Linked DNA regions of Mus musculus: region 2 is linked to region 1. A link is a contact called in public HiChIP or PLAC-seq data. All regions are on one chromosome and are shown on one strand. Each heading gives the region's core, a stretch centred on a gene start, on an enhancer-like site or on the middle of the called end of the contact. The rest is flanking DNA. Distances are from core to core; before and after follow the strand shown. Region 1 has its middle 23 kb from the start of Gabrr1. Region 2 holds the start of Rngtt (RNA guanylyltransferase and 5'-phosphatase).

What was found. HiChIP or PLAC-seq counts read pairs in DNA pulled down with a chosen protein or histone mark.
Region 2: a contact with region 1 is called in an H3K27ac HiChIP or PLAC-seq map of microglia, with 6 times the contacts expected there. The contact joins the promoter of Rngtt here to the enhancer-like site in region 1. A contact is called at or near these places in 6 of 39 promoter capture datasets (the 3T3-L1 cell line, the C10 cell line, hematopoietic stem and progenitor cells and 3 more), 4 of 484 Hi-C or Micro-C datasets (the G1E-ER4 cell line, LSK cells, liver and 1 more), 12 of 115 datasets of contacts at active chromatin or transcription factors (bone marrow-derived macrophages, craniofacial prominence, effector CD8 T cells and 7 more) and 2 of 9 other capture datasets (adipose tissue and liver).

Annotation. Positions count from the first base shown.
Region 1 is chr4:33,106,829-33,113,119 of GRCm38.p6, forward strand. No RefSeq gene overlaps it. Among named protein-coding and RNA genes, the nearest start is that of Gabrr1, 23 kb to the right of the region's middle. Within about 2 kb of position 3,458, at least 32 of the 459 cell types and tissues checked have an H3K27ac peak or open chromatin away from gene starts, as enhancers often do. A contact at or near this core is called in effector CD8 T cells, microglia and regulatory T cells, where this site is marked.
Region 2 is chr4:33,308,081-33,314,990 of GRCm38.p6, forward strand. It overlaps Rngtt (RNA guanylyltransferase and 5'-phosphatase), which reads left to right and starts at 2,231. Exons shown (of 16, transcript NM_011884.3): 1 at 2,231-2,444. The coding sequence starts at 2,381.

The DNA of each region.
Region 1 (6,291 bases), core at 2,208-4,707:
TTAGTCAATGTAGAGGCAGGAGTCTAGAGAGTAAAAGGATGAACCTCGTGGGCTCCTGTGATAGATTGTTAGCCCACATCCTAGCAACTCTGGCTTGCTTCCCCCGAACTGCGTAAACTGGACACGGTGACACACACTAGTAATCCTAGCACTCAGGAGGGGTAAGCAGGGAGGATCAGAACTTCTGGGCTACAAAGTGAGTTTGAAGATAGCCCAGGCTACATGAGACCCTGTCTCAAAACGAAAAGAAATTAAGGAAAAAGAAAAGAAGGGAGGAAAAGACTTTGCAATTTTGATTGAGAGCTGTGTGATTTTGAGCCATTTAAGTTCTATGTATTTTCATTTCATGTGAAAACAATTTTTAAAAGTGGTGGTTCCTGCCTTTTGGGGTAGATACGGGAAGCTGCGGGCCCAATGCCCAAGCTGTAGGGCCAGAGCCCGAGGGAGAACACTTTACCTAGGCTTAGGGTTTTCTAACTATGGGAGAGAGAAACTGAGCGAGAAACTGTCTCAAGGGGGGGGGGAGAGAGAGAGAGAGAGAGAGAGAGAGAGAGAGAGAGAGAGAGAGAACGGCTGCTCAAGGGAAAAGGAAATTTGCCAGTGTTTGGATGGAGAGTTCTAGTGATCGAATGGCTGGAAAGTCCACGTGATGACAGGAAATGTGACCCTGCAAGTTTCTAAATCCAAGTCACGACATCAAATGTTGTGTTTTGTAGAAAAGCCAAAGATTTGTTTGATAGGGCATGGTATGGTGTGGTGGGAGGGGTGCCTCAGCGGCCCTTGCAGAGGCATCCCTTCCCCTTGAGGTACCAGGTATAATGTAGAATAAAGTTTATTTAGGGCATGGGAAGGGGAGTTTAGAAGGTGGGGGGGGGGGCGGAGGAAAAGGGGGAAGAGGAGAGAGGGAAGGGGAGGGGGAGGAGGAGGGGGGAGGGAGAGGCCAAACAGTCCCTTTTATAGCAAGCCAGGCCTACCTTGCTGTTGGGCAGAGCCTAGAAGGAATGCCAACATTTTGAACATTTCATTACCCTCAAAAGAAACTTCTTGTCTTTTTATCTTTGGCTTTCCCGTTCCTCCCCTCCAAAGTTTGCTTTCCATTGCTCTATAATGTACACATTGTATACATGGAGCTTGGAGATGGGTGGTCTTGAGTGACTGATTTCTTTCATCTTGTATAATCTTTTCCCTCCCTCCCTCCATCCTTCCCTCTGTCTCTTCCTTTCTTCCAGTACTGGGGGTTGAACCCAGAGCATTTCACATGCCACACAAATGTTTTACCAGCTAAGTTGCATCTCGATTTTTCTCCATCCTTGTTTTAGATAATGCTTACATTAACCTATCTGTAGCATGTGTCTGTATTTTGTTCCGTTTTAACGGCTGAATAATACTCATTACATGGATATGCACTTTTCTGTGTATTTATCCATCACAGATAGGCATTTGCTTTCTTTTGAATTTTGGCTGTTATTAAACGTGTTGCAATGAACATCCATGCAGAAGTTTTTATAGAGACGTAAAAAAATTCTTCTAGGCAGAATATCTTAGGAGTAGAATTGCTGTTATTGGGTAGCTCTGTATTTAACTCTGAGAGGATCTGTTTGCAAAGTGTGGGCATTGTTTAATATATACTTTGTGGCAATACGTGAGACTTTTTAACATTTCCAGATTATTATTGTCTTCTTTGTTTTAGGCCACCCTCCACAATAGGTATGAAGTGTTCTCTTTGTGGCCTGGTTGTGCAGTTTCCTGTTGACAGTGGTGCTGAGTTTTCTGTATCTTATTGGCTTCTCTTGTATCTTCTTTGGCAAATGTCTATTCAAATTGCTTGCCCACTTTAAAATTTGGTTGCCTTTTCATCACCTAGTTTCAGGGATTGTTTATATATTCTAGATAGAAATTCTATAGCAGGTTTATGCTTTGCAAATACTTTCTCAGACAACTGACTTTCTAACTTTCTTATGATGACTGCTGAAACCCAATAGTTGTCATTTTGATGAAGCCCGTTTTATCTGTTTTTGTTTGGTTAATTGTGCTTATGAGGCCATACTTAAGGCAGGCATGCACTTACCTTTTTAAGAAAGTGGCAGGTGAGTGTGTGTGTGTGTGTGTGTGTGTGTGTGTGAGTTTACATGCCTTGGCACAGAATGAGGCCATCAATGATAGATCCTCTTTTTAAAAAATATGTAGTTCATTTATTTTTATATCATGTGCATTGGTGTTTTCTACATGTATGTCTGTGTGAGGGTGGAACTGGTATTCTGCAGTGTTGAGCTGTCATGTGGGTGCTGGGAATTAAACCCAGGACCTCTAGAAGAGCAGCCAGTGGTCTTAACCACTGAGACATCTCTCCAGTCTCAAAGATAGATACTCTTGATGAAGACTCAGAAGTAACACACTGTGTGTGTGGGGTGGGGGGAGGGGCATTGCTGCAAACACAATGGCCGGCAGTGAAACCATCAGAGGAGAGACAAGAATGAAACTGTTCAGGCTTAAATGGTGTTGGTTCAAACTTCTAGAGTCTAACCCCAGACAGTTGATTGTAGCTACATTTAAGTACAGCACAATATTGGGAAAAAAAGTTTTCTGATGACAATTTATTCAGTCCCACGTGTACAACACAGTTTAAGGCATGTTTACATTGAAGCTCTTTACAAAGTACAGAGACCTACTTCCATAAAGACCGTTCTGTTAACTCAGACACAATGCTTAAGATTGCTTAAGTCTAGGGAGAAAGACTGGGGTAACACGATGCCTTTGAGAGTCAGAATTAGCCTGGCCCTAAGATTACATAGAAGTCACTTAGGTTGATGTACGGTACAAATGACATCGCTTGTAAGGATGAGTTTAACAGATTGAAAAGCAATGCTTAAGATATAGGGTGGAAAAGTCTGGGATAAACAAACAGAATTCTGGGGGATTCGGGAGAAGCCTGACCTATAGAGAGACCACTAGGTTGTAAACCTTTCCCAGCATCCCCGGTGGAAGTCAGGTAAATATCTCTTCCCCTGACAAGACAAGCCTGTGTGTTTAACTTTTTCTGGTCCCCCCGGGCGCTTATCTGTGTGCGTAAGGAGCTCTTACTCTTCAAAAGATATGCACAACTTGAGCCTGGCTTGGGATAGATACAGGGTTGAGCCAGAGAATGTAAAAGAATTGCTTAGCACAAAGCACAAAACAATACCTCTCCCAACAATGTTTAACACTTGCTAAATACCGAATGCAATCAAATAAAGGAAACAGGCGTGGTGTGAGGTACAGTCAGCAGATGAGAACACAACTGCTCCAGTGGATTGCTAGGTCTCCACATTATAGCACAGAGTCCACCCTCCCCCAGGAAAACAGTGTACAGAGAATCTTATCAACCTGAAAGCGGCGTGTATGTGCTAGGAGGTGGGTATGGTCTGTGATGAAACCACACAGATGGTTTCCCCTTGGGCAGCTGTGGCACGGCCCGCTCAGGACTTCCGGCCGCTGTGACAAAATGCACAGATTTGGCAGCTTAGTTCACAAACATTTACGTCTCTAGTTTGAAGGCTGGGGAGTTTACATCCAGCACTGCTGGTAGATCCTGTGTGGCTAGGACAGTGACCACACTGCAGCCTCAGCTGACAGACCTCTGGTCTCTCTTTAAAACGGGGGGGGGGGGGGGGAAGAGCAGCACTGGTCGATCCTGGAAGGGAAAGCAGATGCGTAAGCCATTCTCTTTAGAAAAGGTGGTCACTAGAAGTGGCCTTGAGACCACAAGCAGGCCTCAAGGTGGGAAAGAGAACATTACACAGGAAATGGTATGTGCATGTAAGAGGCCAACATGGCAGCAGCTTTAAAGGGATGGGGGGGGGGCTTCACTAGGAGAGTAAGTTAGCATCCTCTTCTGGTCTCTATGTCCACTGCTCCCGAGGAAGCAAAGCATACAGTGAAAATAAATATTTACTTACTTACTGAAAATGATGTAAGTATAGAGATAGCCACCACGAGAAAGCTAGGGTGGAGGGTAGAGAGGCCAGGGGGAGTTGTTTTTGTTTTTTTGTTTTTTTTTTCCCCAAGAAAATGCCCAGAGCCATTCCAAGAACAAAGGAATCTCAGACAGTTAGAAGCTTTGTAGGGGGCAGGTGGTGGCAACATGAGGAGGCATTTTGACAGATCAGCTCTTTCATGGGGGATGGCATCCTGAGCTGGGGTCTGGGCGTCGGGCCTCTCGCACCTGTCCTGAGGCCAGGATGTGAAACTGTTACGTAAGTTATTGTCGTTTAGAACAAGCCCAGGGGCTGTTTCAGAGCAGAAGGGAAGAGGTCTCTCTGTATTTGGCCCTCAGACAAGTTGTCATGTAAACGTTCATCACACATCTCTTCCACAAGGTGGTCCCACAGTCATGGCCCCAGGCATTGGGAGTCCCGATAAAAACACCAGGGTCCATCAACAAGAAGCTGGAGACTGTGGTGACGTTGCGCTTGAAGCCAGGGAGCCCGTGGTGAACTTTAAAGGCAGGTGATTGAGGGTGTCTTATATGATTTTACCAGGATACCAGCAGAGGGAGATGAGGCTGAACTTTCCCAAAGGAAGTCCACTGTAATTTATAAGCCTGCTTTTGGAAGAGCCAGCTTGCCCGATTTCCCTCCCTTAACCCTTCCTCTCTATCATGTGACTGTGACCACCATTCTAGCACCTCGTGGTAGAGAGGGCCCCTGGCTCTCAGCTGCTACAAATTTAGCTCTACTTTTAAAACCGGATTGTGGCTTAGCGACCATAGGGCGAGCCGCGAGAGGGTTTTGGAAAGTGTGGCCAGAACACGTCACACATTCAGCTCAAATGGAGCTGTTACTGACCGCTTCTGTTTCACCCTGATTAACACAGAACTGGTTTTACAAGTGTGCTTCTCCAGGTCCAGGAGAGACTGTGTCTAGTCTGGGGCAGTCAGAGCTCATTTATCCTCTGGAAAAGCTAACTGGCTAGGACAAAGAAGGGATCATCTTCCGTGCACTGAAAGGAGTCTTTCTACTAGAGATGAGTGAGGTGATTTGTTGCTGTTGGCATCTATATTGCAACAATAAGAAAGGTGGCCAAAAGAAGAAGGTGACGCCGGGTGTGGTGGTGCACGCCTTTAATCCCAGCACTTGGGAGGCAGAGGCAGGCAGATTTCTGAGTTCGAGGTCAGCCTGGTCTACAAAGTGAGTTCCAGGACAGCCAGGGCTACACAGAGAAGCCCTGTCGAAGAAGAAGGAGAAGAAGGAGGAGGAGGAGGAGGAGGAGGAGGAGGAGGAGGAGGAGGAGAAGGAGAAGGAGAAGAAGAAGAAGAAGAAGAAGAAGAAGAAGAAGAAGAAGAAGAAGAAGAAGAAGAAGAAGAAGAAGAAGAAGAAGAAGAAGTGGGTGTCTTGAAGTATTCGTGACCCCTCTGTCTCCCATAATCATTTGAGCCACTCCCACCGTCCATAGGATTCATCGAGCTTCACCTAAGGTTTGGCTGTGGCTCTCCGCATCTGTTTCCTTCAATTGCTGGATGGAGTCTCTCTGATGACAAACTAGGGTCCTGCCTACAGGATTCATTAGGAATCTTATCTCTCTCTGTCTGTCTGTCTCTCTCTCTGTGTGTCTTTCTTTCTGGTTGTATGCAGTTCTACCCTAGGTCTCTGGGTTATCCAGGCTCTGGTCCCCTCTCTAGATAGTATCAGGGGTAGACTCCCTCTTATGACATGAGTATCAAGCTGGGCCAGTCATTAGTTGGCCACTCCCACAATGTCTGTGCCACAGCACAACTTGTAGGCAGGACAGTTTGTAGTTGTTGAATGTAGCTTTTGCTACCCTACTTTAAACTCCAGGAATGGGCTGTGCTACCAGCTCCAACCCAGATTCCCTGGATCTGAGGATGAAAAACACAAACACACACGTTGCTCAACTTTAATTTGCCTACAGCTCAAGTGCTGGGCGCCTCCAGTCTACCAAGGCTAGTGTGCCCTTCCCGGTACTCCCAGCTCAGCATCCTAAATCTGCCATCAACTTCAGTTGCTCAGCCACCTTCAGTCCCAGCTCAACATCCCAACCTCCTGCCTGGAGAAGCAGTTCGTGGTGGCTCTGCCCGAGATTCCACATGGCTGGTTGGCTTTTCTCCCTCCGAAGCATGGTGAACACTCCTTTCTTCTCCCTCCATCTGCTAGCTTCCCTGTGGGAACCTGGAAGTCCCACCTATTCTTCTGCCCAGCAATTGGCCCATAGTATCTTTACTGATAGGTCAAGAACCAATTGGGGAGCTGGGCGGTGGTGGTGTGTGGGAAGCGGTTTCCGCTGTGCCTGCGTGGC
Region 2 (6,910 bases), core at 981-3,480, 200 kb after region 1:
CCGGGGCTTTACAGAGAGAATGAGATTGTCTGTAATGTCAGGGTAAGCAAGCATGGGTACGATTTCGATTTTGACCAATATTAGAAAAAAAAAAAGGCAATCAGAAGGAAAGAAAAGTTATGCTTTTTTAAAATTAAGAAACAGGCAGAAAGCAGAGAGAATTAGTGAAAATCTTTAAGTAACTCTATTACGGGGGGGGGGGGGGAGGACTTTGGGTATGTAAATACAGTATCTCATTAGGGGGAGAATAAGCAGAAATTATTCCTTCCAACTCCTCAGCAGGCCTGCCTAGGCAAACTAGCAGCTCTCCTGGTCAGATGATTGACACTCTAAAGGGTGGGATCAATAGTAAAAAAAAAAAAAAAAGCTGTAAATTTAGTCAGATTGTGCCTCCCTTCACCTAAGGCCAGAGGTAGGATTTAGATTTATTCTTTTGAGCCTTCGTTTGATTACTTTTGTTGTCACTGTAAATCAAACCCTGGTTGAAAGCTCCTTCGGGAGGAAAGGATTTCTTTGGCCTTTTGGTCCATCAAGAAAGGAAGCAAGGGCAGGAGCCTGAAGGCAGGAACTCTGGAGAAACTCAGGCTGACATCCCTGGCTTGCTCAGCTAGCTTCCCTATACAGCCTTGCCAGTTGATTTTGGTGTTCAACCTCCTGGTTGCAAGTCCCTAGAAAACCTCTATCTTCAAAAATTAAAAAATTTTTACATTACAATTCATAACAGTAGCAAAATTAAGTTATGAAGTGGCAACAAAAATAATTTTATGGCTGGGGCCCCATATCATGAGGAGCTGTATTAAAAGGGTCTCGGCATTAGGAAGGTTGAGAACCACTAACCCATCGGATCAGGAATGGCTTGGCTCTCTGCCATTGATTAGTGTCATAGTTTGGGGTTCCATTGCTGTGAAGTCACACCATGACCAGGACAACATTTAATTGTAGCTGACTTACAGGTTCAGATGTTCAGTCCATTATCATAAAGGCATGAAACATGGCAGTATCCAGGCAAACATGGTGCTGGAGAAAGCTGAGAGTTCTATGTCTTGATCCAACTGCGGCTAGGAGGAGACTGTCTCTGCCAGACTTGATCATGTGCGAGCGTGCGTGCGTGCGCGCACGCGTGCACACACACACACACACACACACACACGCACGCACACACACAGAGACCTCAAAGCCCACCCCACAGTGACACACTTCCTCTAACAAGGCTACACCTCCTCCAATAAGGCCATACTTAACAGTGCCCCTTCCCATGGGCAAAGCACAGTCAAACCACCACAATTAGCAATCAAGAAAATGCCCAATAGACAGGGCCACAGGTCAATTAGGTCCTCAATCGAGGTTTCCTCTTCTCAGGCATGTCAAGTTGATGACTGAAGGGATTATAAGGAAGAACCAGCTTGCTCCTAGTGGCCCACAACCAAGCTTATAGCTACAGCTTTTCATATGGTGTTTTAAATCTCAAGAATGGGCGAAGCCGGGTGTGGTGGCGCAAGCCTTTGATCCCAGCACTCGGGAGGCAGAGGCAGGTGGATTTCTGAGTTCGAGGCCAGCCTGGTCTACAAAGTGAGTTCCAGGACAGCCAGGACTATACAGAGAAACCTTGTCTCGAAAAACCAAAAAAAAAAAAAAAAAAAAAAAAAAAAAAAAGGTGAAAACCAGCAATAAACAAAACAAACAAACACCACATCAAAACCATCTGCTCCAGAAATGATAGTCTTAAGGCTTCTGGAACTAATTTTTGATGTTTTATGGGTCGTCGGAAGCACGTCCCCTACACTTCGCCAAAAAAAGAAAACTCATTTATAATAACCTAGACTCTGGTTTTCCGGACTTTTTGATGCAGGTAAAGGGAGGATTCTCAAATGACCCAGATCCAGCAGAGACATCAAATTTGAGCTATGATTAACGGAAAAGCACTTTTTCACCTGTGAAATACCCTTCTGAATGTAGCAGGTCAGTCCACAGGTGGAAAGAAGCTTGGATTCCTTCTACTTTGGGGGTTTCTCCGGTTTAGATGGAAAAAAAGAGACACCAGTCATTAGAGTACTCACAAAGGCAAAACAGGGGCGGGGCGTGGCAGAGGCCGGCGCCCTGAGATACAGGGGCGGGGCTGAAGGGGGCGGGCCAGGTGGAACCGCCTATCTAGTTCTCAGCAGCTTCCCCTCCCTCACTTGGGCGGGGCTTCCATTTCGCCTGACCTCGGAAGAAAGGGGGCGGGCCCTTTGGGGCGGAAGTCGCAGTGCATTGTGGGTTCGCCGGGAGCCGCGGAGTCGAACCTGAATGAAAGTGGCGCGCCGCTGAGGACCCGGGTAGAGCTGCTGCCGTTGGGGTCCGGGCTGGTTTGCTGTGGAGCTATCGGCGAGGCGGCACAGACATGGCTTACAACAAGATCCCGCCGCGGTGGCTGAACTGTCCGCGGCGCGGTCAGCCGGTGGCAGGTACCCGGGAGGGGGCTGCGGGAGGGTTCGAATCTCACTGCGCCGGCCGGGCCTGGGGGACCGCGCGCTTGGTGGTCGCCAGTCGGGACTCCCGCAAGGCGGAGGAGTGAGGACCGGAGGTGGACCAGACGCTTCTAGAGCTTAAAGTTTGTGAACCTCTTTGTGATATTTTGGAGACTGGGTCTCGCTGTCTTGGCGAGACTTGTTTTCGGAAAGAGAGTAGCTGGGTGTGAGCCTGGAAATTGAAGGAAAGCTTAAAGAGACGCGAGGCTGGATAGCGGGGGACTTTTGGTTTTGTTATTAAAAATTGACTTTTTGCGGAATGTTGCCATCTTGAGTTTGACGTATAGTGGACTCATCCCCGAACTTGCGAGCTGGGATTATAGGCTCGGGTCACTGCTTGGCTAAAAGAACAGTGACTTCAAAGTGTACAGTTTGATAGTTTTGGACCACACACATGTATTCCAGGGAATACACATGAAATAACGGAGGCACAGTTCTCTGAATCCGTGGAGACATCGCACATGGTAACTTTAAAGGACCAGGCTCCACAGTTACCAGCAACCGGGTTAGATAGCAATTAGGAACTTTGTCTGCTGGACCTAGAAGCCAAAAACATTTTTGTGATTAAAATTGAGGAAGGAATACAAGTTCTGTTTTCACAGGATTTACTCAGCTATAGAGTAATTATCGGGCAGGTGTTTGCAAAGATCTGCTAAGTCTCCTTATCGGAGTTATGAGACATAAGCGTTTCCTTTCTCTCTTTTTAGCTATCTGAACACCAGGCAAAATACAGTGAGCTGTGGCTCCCTATTGAGGAGCTAGCTGGTACCCACACTCTCTTAGAAGCCCACACCCTTGCTTTCTGGTTGTCTTTATTCTGAGTGACTCTCTTTTTCTTTTCTTTCTTTCTTTTTTCTTTTTTTTTTTTTTGTTTTGTTTTGTATTTTTTCGACACAGGGTTTCTCTGTATAGCCCTGGCTGTCCTGGAGCTCACTTTGTAGACCAGGCTGGCCTCGAACTCAGAAATCCGCCTGCCTCTGCCTACCGAGTGCTGGGATTAAAGGCGTGTACCACGCCCGGCTTTTTCTTAACTCTTGAGCTAAAACCTGTATATTAAAACTGTAACTTTTTGTTTTAAAGCTGTGCTGGGTAACACAAAGCAGGAAGTTTTAGGATGGAGCTTATGTGAAGATTTCAGCACATATAGGAAGAAACAGTTGTGTTATGCGTGGGTCAGGATGTGGTGGTTAACTGGGTATCTTTTCTGGCGTCATTTGGAATTAAATTTAGGGAGTCTCAGAATTTTTGCCACCTTCAAAATTTCTTGCTCCCCCCTCTCTTATTTATGTTGCTTTACATTATGTGGATGTAACACTTGTATGAACACTTGTACCCATGGCAGGAGATTCCAGTAAGCACCAATTATGTGGTGACAGATAAATGGGAGTGGTGGCATTCTAAGACTAACAAGGACCCACGGGCTCTGCTGCTACAGTTCGTCTCTAGACCTGGCCATGCTGACACCAAGTCATGGCCAAGTAACTTGCTTTAAACATGAGTTTTAGGAGCGTGGGAGTTGTCTCAGTGCTGCTGTTCCAGAGAACATGAAGAGTGGCGCACAACCACCTGCAGCTCCACTTCCAGGACATCTGATTGCCTCTTCTGGCTTCTTCTAGTACCTGCATACATGTGGATTATACTCATAATTATCACATGCACACACATACATAAACCTTCAAAAAGGGGAGTTTAAACATAAAACCCATACACGTTTAAATCTCATGCTCTTGGTATGTGTTCCATTCAGTTTACCTAAAACACTTCACCTTAATATACAATTTTTTTTCTTATGTAACCCACTGTGTGGCTGCCTAGAGACTGTTTGAGCATATGGACATAGGGAAAATATTATGACAGCTTCCACATAGTAGTCTTTCTATACATTGTTGTATGAAACTTCTGTAGTCCTGTTGATCTGCTTTCTGTCATTGATGGCGTACATCCTTTAATAAATGCAAACATCATGCACTCTCACGTTGTGTGTGTTTGTATGGCTGGCCTTGAACTATGGCCAATGTAGTTTGAGGATCAGCTTTAATTCCTGATCCTGCTTCTGCTTCCGAGATGTCGGGAACAAATATGCCTGCCCTTCCCTAGAGCCCCACTTTTTAAAGGGCGCTTGAGTTGGTCAAATAGCTCCTTCTATACTCGTCAACTCCACTCTAGCTTGTCTTTTCATTCTCCCAACAGTTTTGCATTTGCAGGGTGTGGTGGGACGGACCTTTAATGCCAGCATACGAGGCAGAGGCTGGTGAATCGAGGCCAGCCTGTCCTAGGTAGTGAGTTCCAGCCAGCTGGGGCTGCATAATGAGACCCTGCCTCAAATTTAGAAAAAGAAAAAGTGAAAGTTTTAAGCTTTAACTAACTTGCAACTTACTGTTTTTTTTTTAATGAAGAAAAAGGTTTTATGTGTATATATTAAACATATTTTACAATATTGCCTAGCAGTGTATGAAATTGTTAGAAGCAGAGATTCTGCGCTTGTTTACGTTGATTCTTCTATTTTGTATTTTGTAAGCATTCCTTAAGATTTCATATGAAATCCTCAGTCAATAAAGCTATATAAACAGTTAATAAAAGTGATTGAAAGATTTTAAGCAGAGATGGTGGCATATGTGTGTAATTCCCAGCATTTAGTATTGGTGTGAGTTGAAGGCCAGTCTGGGATACAGAGTAAGACTATTTCAAAGGGGAAAAGGATAATTTAAAGCTCAGTTTAGTAGCATATACCTATAATTCTAGCATTTAGGAGGCAGAGGTAGGACCATTCTGGGTTACATAGGGAGACCCTGTCTGAAAAATAAAAAAGTTTTAAAGAAACTCAATTCCTTGAGTAAAAGAGAAAGACAATTTAAGCAAGTTGTAGTACGAGCAAGTTTTTTTTTTTTTTTTAAAAAGGAAACTTTTTTTATTCTCAGCATATTTATATGTATTTTTGGTTATAATGATGTTTTTTGATAGCTGTATTATCTTCAGTCAAGTTGACCATTCTATTGTGAATCTTTTAAGAAATATTTATTTACTTAGTGATGTTGGGATTGAACTTGGAGCCTTACACATACTCGTCAATTATACTACTGATCTGTATTCCTATCCTTCATTTATTTGTGCGTGTCTGTGTGTGTGTGTGTGTATATGTGTGAGACATGTGTAGGTCTGTGCTCAGAGGTTGGACATCTGACACATGTTGAACGTCCTTGAGAAAGGGTCTCTTCCTACACTTGGAGTTAGGTTGGGAGCCAGCAAGTCCAGGGACCCTTTGTTTTTACTTTCCCCTCAGGATTATGATACAGCTGTGGTACAACCACACCTGCTTTTTTGAAAATGTGAGATTTGAACTAAGATCCTTATACATGTAAAACAAGGATCCTTTTATTCATTGAGCCATTTCTCCAGCCTGAGCCTTTTTTGTTGTTGTTTTGGAGTGAGGAGCTTGGTCCAGTTTAGCTTTGAATTTGTGAAATTTGTGAATTCTTTTTATATTTTATTTTATTTTATTTTATTTTATTTTATTTTTTTGGTTTTTTGAGACAGGGTTTCTCGGTAGCCCTGGCTGTCCTGGAACTCACTTCGTAGACCAGGCTGGCTTCGAACTCAGAAATCTGCCTGCCTCTGCCTCCCAAGTGCTGGGATTAAAGGCATGTGCCACCACACCCTTTTTTTGAGACAAGGTATTTTTTTTTTTTTTTTTATTGAGACAATGTTCTTTTGTAATAATGTACTTTGATCATGTTCACTGGTCTGCTACTCTGTCCTTTCCCCCCTTCACTATTCTTCTTCCTTATCTTAGATAGTCCCTCTTCTACTTTTTTTTTTTTTTTTTTTTTTTTTTTGGTTTTTCGAGACAGGGTTTCTCTGTATAGCCCTGGCTGTCCTGGAGCTCACTTTGTAGACCAGGCTGGCCTCGAACTCAGAAATCCGCCTGCCTCTGCCTCCCGAGTGCTGGGATTAAAGGCGTGCGCCACCACGCCCGGCTCCCCTCTTCTACTTTTATGTTGTTGTTTTTTTAAAATCTAGAATTGCATATTATAAAAAACATTTTGGATTTGAACACCTGTTCTATGCAAGAGCTGCAAGTACTTGTAATTCCTAAGCTGTTTCTCCAGCATGATTGAATTTTAGTTTGAAGTAGGATCTCACTATGCAGCTCTGGAACTCAGATGAGGCTGGCCTTGAGCTTGCAAAGATCTGCCTGCCTGTCTCCTAAGTGCTGGGATTAGAGGTATACATCACTATGCCTGGTTCAACATTGGTACTCATTTTTTTAAAGATTTATTTATTTTATGTATGTGAGTACACTATTGCTTTTGTATTGTTTCAGTTGGAATAGTGTCCCCACTCTCTCTTTGAGACATCAAGAGACTCTACTCAGCTTCCCTTGTACTTGGGTAGGGACAAAACCA